Linked DNA regions of Macaca mulatta: region 1 is linked to region 2. Evidence: chromatin contacts called from public Hi-C data. All regions are on one chromosome and are shown on one strand. The core of a region is the stretch at or near the end of the contact, and the rest is flanking DNA. Distances in the headings are between cores, read along the strand shown.

Region 1 (3,556 bases), core at 583-3,082, 76 kb after region 2:
AATCAAACAATTAATGAATAGAGACAGAGGCACAAGAAGAAAAGGGAAAAAGATTACTGAAACTGCAAACAATAAAATAAATTCCAAACCGGGCACAGTAGCACCTGCCTGTAGTCCCAGCTACCTGGGAGGCTGAGGTACTAAGACTTGAGCCCAGGAGTTCCAAGCTGCAGTTCACTACGACTATCCCCTGCACTTCAGCCCGGCCAACACACTGAGACCCCCCGTCTCTAAAAAACTGCCTCACTGCTACCTTTTTAATTTACTTCGCTATTAACACAGAAACTAAAAGGTAGTGTCAATTTTATCACGGACATTCTTCTAATCAATAAAGGTGGCGATCTATATTGTAAAACGGAAAACATGTATCTCATCTTTTAAATCTCTATTATATACAAAAAAAACTACAGCATGCCTACTTCATAAGTGGGCAAGATACGACATTACAAATTAAACTGCGTAACATCTTCCAATAAAAACCGATGAAAACAATCTTACATGATAATCAATTACCAGCTTTCAAAACTGTTTATTACACTAAATATGCCTTTGTATGAAAGTCAATAAACTCTCTAATATCTTAAGAGAAAATATTCCAGGTTTCCGTGCAAGAAGAAATATCATGTAATCAAGAGAACAGACTGGCTGGAGTAATAATCTCCACATCATTATTTGATTAAAATTCAACATTTTTAGTTCAAGACATATGAAAACCTTTTTGAAAAGAGTATATATAACGGAATTATTTGGGAAGTCAGAAAAGCAATTGTTAGAAACAGAATTAAGAAATTCCAGACTAAAGAAAAGTGATTTGAATCCAAATACCTCGCCTAAAATTACAAATATCTTTTATTAACTGCACTGCCAATGTTTTGCCTACTATTTTGGAGGGGGCAGAGATTATTTTAAATAAACTGAAATAAATTTATGCCACATGGACCAAAGTCTTGCCACTATACTGAAAATAGTTTTACTCTAACAATCCTTTAATGAAAATGTAATGTACAGCGAATTAAGCATGAAATTTCAGATGACACACGCATGCCTTGTGCCTAATGGCAATTTGGTCTTTAGGCACAAAACATGTGCGTGTCATCTGAAATTTCAATTTTAAGCTGAAATTTGAAATTGACACTTCAAACAGTCATGACAGAGCTATGACTACTTGTTTCAAAAACAGTATTACTAAATTAACATTACTGCCAGGCGGTCCCAAATGACGACAAGCACTTTTTAATCATAATCTGCGCCACAGAACAAAGAGGGCGACATGAATCCATGAACGACAGTGCGGCAGTCTGAGGTCGCCGGGAAAGAGAAGACAACAGAGTGGGTACCCCACAGAAGGAAAGGAGCAAAGACCTTTGTAGAGATGGCTTAGGCAGATACAAACAAAACCATGAAAAGGGGCCTGAAAGAATGGGAGACAGCGCTCACCAAGCAGGGGTGGGGGAGGGGTACTATTCTAGTTCTCTTCCTCAATTTGGGTCATCTTCCCATCGCCACTACACCTTACGGCCAGTGATCAGTTCTTCGCAAGACCCAAAGCTCTGAAGCGAACTCTGAGTGACGAGAGGAGACGAGAAGAAAACGGGGACAGAGAGGGCACTCCCTGTTGGGTGGGGCACCACATTCCCGCCGGGCTCACCCAACCCCGGCTCGGGTCGCCTTCTCTTTAGTCTCTCCCACTAGCACCCAGAGGCCGCAAAAAGCACCTTACCCAGCTCGCCATGGAGCACAGCCCCAGGACGCTCCCCATCTCCACAACGTCACCAGAGCAGCGGATACAGACAAGATGGAGACAGCGCCTTTCTCGCCTTTCCGAGATTATTTACTATTTGCGAGACACTTCCGGCACAGAGCTCAACCCGCCCCTCAGCCTCGCGTCACTTCCTTCCAGGCCAGGGTGGGATAAGACACGGAGCGGGCAGCGCTGAGATTGCGCGTGCGCGTCACTAGATGGCCCGGCTGTCCTCCTTCCTGGAAAATTTCCCAAGGACTGCTGGCTGGGAACTTAAGGCTAGTGTGGATCTGACGGTAGTTTGCCAACTTAAGAAAACGGTGTGAGCAAAACCAACCTTTACCTACCATTAACTTGAATTTGGGCATTAGTAGACAACAGAGCTGAGGTGGTGGTTGACGTTTTGCCCTCCTTCATCTGAGGAGCCTCTCTGCTTTTTAGGGGATTGCTTCCTCTTTCTTAGTGTTTGTCCGTCCTAACTCCACTTATTTCCTATTTTTCCCACTTTTGCATCCTATTTTGCGCTTATGTTCACAACGTATTCCTGCAACCCGCTGCCTGGAACAAGTTTTATTGGGATATTTATCATTCATCTATGTGCTTCAGTTTCTCTGTATCATTTCTGTTTGCTATTGACTTATATTTTAATTTCTTGTGCTGTTAAGATGTTACAAAAAATTTGCACATTAAAAATATTTTTAATTAGATAAGACATACTAATTATCAAACTCATACGTTGGTTTCGAATGTCATGAGCTGTTGAGGCATGTGGAACCCTTGCGTATTAGGTGATGATGCACATCTGCAGGGAATGCATTCCTATAAAAGTTCCAGGTTTTTTTAGAGTTATTGGTTTTTGAAAATATTCTGGGAAACAGCTCAAACTTGAAATAGTCATTCCTATAACTAATAATAAGAAAGTGATGTAAAATCTACAAAAATGGCATGGGTCGAGGTGGGGTAAACACCTAAGAATCTGGAAGAATGTCAGAATCCCTACTCCTAATTATTGTAACCACTAAGGGACAATCTTGCCTTATTCTTCTTTGCCTTATCAGTGGTTTTGTAGACCACTCTTAAAGTATTATAATAGAGCATCCATAAGGTTTAAAGAATTGTGGAAATGCCTGTAATCCCAGAACTTTGGGAGGCCAAGGTGGGTGGGTCACAAGGTCAGGAGTTCAAGACCAGCCTGGCCAGCATGGTGAAACCCCATCTCTACTAAAACTACAAAAAATTAGCCGGGCCTGGTGGCATGCGCGTGTGATCCCATCTACTCAGGAGGCGAGGCAGGACAATTGCTTGAACCCGGGAGGCAGAGGTTGCAGTGAGCCGAGATTGGTCCACTGCCCTCCAGCCTGGGCCACAGAGTGAGACTCTGTCTCAAAAAAAAAAAAAAAAAAAAAAAAAAAAAAAAAAAAAAGATTTGTGGAAATGGAAATTACAAACCTAACAATATTTTTAATTATGCTAAACTTAAAGTAATATGTTATTTATGGGAGAAAAGAATCCTATTATCTCAAGTCCTTAAACTTTTCAAAGTATCAGAGAAGGAGACAAGACTTATATGCAAGTAACTTTAAGGTTGAATATGTTGATTAGACAAATGGAGAATGGGTCTTTTAAAATTTAAATTAGCGCAGGTTCTTGTCTCTTGCTACGTTCAAGAGGGTTTCTGAGATATTCGTAAGTTCTTGCACTATTCAATAGAGTTTTTTCACCTGAGATATCCAGAGTTAAATACAAAAGTCCTTGTTAATCTTTCTGGAATGTAACACTTGGCCTTGAAATACATTAAAAAAAAATTTACTTTTA
Region 2 (3,518 bases), core at 835-3,334:
ACAGAATCAGCTACATATTTTGTAAGGTCCATTGCAAAATGAAAATGCAGAGTCCCTTGTTCAAAAATTGAGAATTTCAAGAGGATGAGAGCAGAGCATTAAACCAAGTATGGCACCCCACTAAGCCCAGCCCTATGAATGCCCAGCCTTTGAATGTCCAAAGACAAGTTTCCACTTCTACCTAACCACACTTTATTTTTTTTAGAAGAAAATAATATAATGCCATGAAAGTAGGCCACATTTCCTCCTTAGACACTGCCAATCTTACCTCTGACCTGTTGCCCTCCGTAGACAGACATGATCATTAGCTTCCTGGTTTTTGCTTATTCTGGTATCTTCCTTTTAGCTATTCAAATATATTTGTACCTCAAGATCCAACTTAAGGTCCCTATCCTCCATGAAATCTTTCCTTATCACCTTAACCTACTAGTCTGTCTTTTTAAACTCACCTAGTACTTATTTTATACCAAATATTTAGCTCTTTTTGTATATATTAATGAGTGCTGATCACTGTGGTCATGTTGTTTCTCGAGTTTGAATATAAGCATCTTGAGCTTTGAAACAGTGTCATCATTGTACAATGGAAAGGGCACATACTTTTGAGCTCAATAAAGCTTGGGTGTAAAGTCTCTCTCCCATTTACTTGCTGTGACTGGGGACATTAATCAACTTTTGAGTCTCAGAATCTTCACTGGGAAAAAGGGATAATAAAACCTAATTCATTGGATTGTTGTGAGGATTCAATAATATATGTAAAGCCCTTGGCATATATAAGGGCTCATCAAATACTAGTTCCTCTATCACATGTATGCCTCCATATATCTGATTTTGCTTCAGCCAACATCCCAGTGCTGAACACAAAGGCAGCATTCAATAAATATTTGCTCATTGGAAGATACTCTCTCTATATATGTATTTTTAATGTACTATTTTACATTTACCCAAGAAGTAAACCAATCCTATGTTGAATTTTTGTATAATGTGTTGGCTCTGACTTGTTTGTTTTTACCTTCACATGCTGACCTCTGTAAAAAAAAAAAAAAAAAAAAAAAAAGTCGAATTTTGTAGACTTCATATTTTCAAAGCATTTGCACAGCCATTATAGCATTAAAGACACTCTTAATGGGTAAAAAGATCTTATTCCCAATCAAGAAATGGGAAAAAGTGGCACTGGTGGCTAAGGAATTGCTCTAAGTGACAGTACCAGTGTATTTTAATATACAGAAAAACGTTCAAGAGGCTTTATCTAAACTCAGATCTACTGACTCCTTCTCCATTTTTTTTTTCATTATACCAATCTCTCAGGCTAAAAAGAATGTATCTGTAAAGTATACGCAGGAACAACTATTTTAATTAACTAAAATAGTATAAACAGTCTATTTCTTTTTATTCTGGGTGTAGAGTATGCACTTGATGACTGGATTAAAAACAGCACATGATACATCAATTGCAGTTCCTGGTTTACAGTTTTAAGTAATAGACAGTGAGTTATTTAAACTGCTCTTTTTGATAAACATATTTTAAAGAGGGCTTTTTCTCCCAATGATAATGTAAGAACAAGGTTCATTATTTTTAAGACAATTTCAATTCGGGGCCTAGCACATCACGCTTGAGAGCTGGTTTTTTCCTTCTGCGAATGGATCTTCTCTAAACTGGTGCAAACCACACTTTGTCTGCCAAACTTATGACTCAAAGGCCCCGAAGGGCTTTTTGTAGCCTCCCAGCCACAGCCCAGAAACCATAAGCTGTTTCCACGTGAAACGTCCAAACACGGTCTCCCAAGCCGAAGATCCGCTACCATCAAAGCTTCTGTATAAAAGGCAAATGAGAAGGCAGCGCCCCCTTCTGCTCCCACCCCCTTCTGCTCCCACCCCCTTCATGTCAGCAGCAGCCAATCGCTTTTCTCCATCGTGTGGTCGGCCCCTGGGATTGGCCAGGGACGGGACCGGCGCGGAACCACTGCGCGCACAGGCGGAGCGAGGGGACTTGTCCGTCACGTGCGGCCGCCCGGCCTCTCTGCCTCGCCGCGCGCCTGGCGGGGTTGGGGGGCGGGGACCAAGATCTGCTGCGCCTGCGTTGTGGGCGTTCTCGGGGAGCTGCTGCCTGAGCTGCTGCCGCCGCTACCACCGCGTTCGGGTCTAGAATTTGGAATCCCTGCGCCGCGTTAACAATGAAGCAGAGTTCGAACGTGCCGGCTTTCCTCAGCAAGCTGTGGACGCTTGTGGAGGAAACCCACACTAACGAGTTCATCACCTGGAGCCAGGTACGGTCAGGCCACGGCGGCCTCTGCACCCCCTGAATAACCGCGTCCTCACTCGCTCTCCCGCGGGGTGGTCTCTCGCGGCCTTGCGGCTCGACGCTGCCTGCGAGGCCCGCGGTGCGGGGCCTTGGTGTTCGGCCTCGCGGGGGACCCCCTGTATTGTTCGCTAGGGGAGCCGCGGGGGCCCGGCCGGCAGCGCCGCTCGCCTCAGGCCGCGGTGGGGGAGGGGCGGCCCGCGCGGGGCGTAGCGGCCCTGGCAGCCCCTTAACGGTCTGGTCCGCGTTCGGAACCGGCCCGGCGTCGCGAGGGGAATCGGCGAGCCGAGGGCGCGGGAGCCTCTTTACTGCACACTCATCCTCTGTCCTCCCGCCCGGCTCAGGGGTTACAAATCGCGGAGGGGACGGGGAGTCCAGGGCCAGGATCATCGACCTGGGGCTTTACAGGAGGCGATCTTTACCTCAGCGACCGATCACCCCCTCCCCGTTCCCCCAACACTGCTTTGCATCTGGGATCTTTATGTGGAGAGCAGTCAGGGAAATAGACATATATTCAAACGCAGATTACTGCTTATCAGTTGGTTTTAAAAATATATAGAAATTAACACATTCTTTCGAGATTCTGTGCTATTTGTATAGTCGGATTATTAGGATTGTTTTAATAAAGTACTAATAGGTCGTCAGTAACTTAGTAGTTACTAAATTTCACTGAACTGTTACCAGCAGAGGGGCATATCGATGTGTTGATTATTGGTCTGATCTCAACTCTGCTTGTAAACAAGGATGACCTTAGTCCAGCCCCTTTTCTTGTCTGGCCTAAGTTAAATCCGTAAGATGGATGGGTTGCCTAGGTGACCCAAGACCTCTTTCAGTTCCAAATACAAGATTCTAGGCAGAATGATTATTTACATCCACACTACCTTTACATTAGAATACAATCCTAGGCTGTTGGAATCATTTTATGAAGGGAAGTGGTTAACCCTTATTGTAGATGATCACCTATTGAGGCATATTTTCATGTGTGTAGTTCTTGAGAAGAGTAAGTGAAAACTACCTGCATAGTGCCTGGCACCTGTTAAGTGCTGAGTAAATGTTATCTCCCGTCCTCCTTTCTTTCCTGTTCTCCTCCTATTATAGGAACTCTCAGTTTTATTTACTTTTATCTTAACAGGGAGTGAGCACCATATTAAGACCCTGAAGTTTTGACTACTGTAATAGCATAGTTTGCCTTGTGTTATTATTTGTTCTTTTTTCTAACTTCC

Evidence for each region. A called contact is a pair of places that touch in the nucleus more often than the background predicts.
Region 1: a Hi-C map of cortical neurons shows a contact between it and region 2, with 3 times the contacts expected there. The contact joins the promoter of SERINC1 here to the promoter of HSF2 in region 2. A contact is called at or near these places in 4 of 14 Hi-C or Micro-C datasets (CD4 T cells, cortical neurons, fetal cortex germinal zone and 1 more).

What each region holds. Positions count from the first base shown.
Region 1 is chr4:27,486,608-27,490,163 of T2T-MMU8v2.0, forward strand. SERINC1 (serine incorporator 1) reads right to left here and starts at 1,833. Exons shown (of 10, transcript NM_001257550.1): 1 at 1,721-1,833. The coding sequence starts at 1,759. It also overlaps a transcript of PKIB not described here.
Region 2 is chr4:27,410,355-27,413,872 of T2T-MMU8v2.0, forward strand. It overlaps HSF2 (heat shock transcription factor 2), which reads left to right and starts at 2,085. Exons shown (of 12, transcript XM_077999323.1): 1 at 2,085-2,263. The coding sequence starts at 2,171.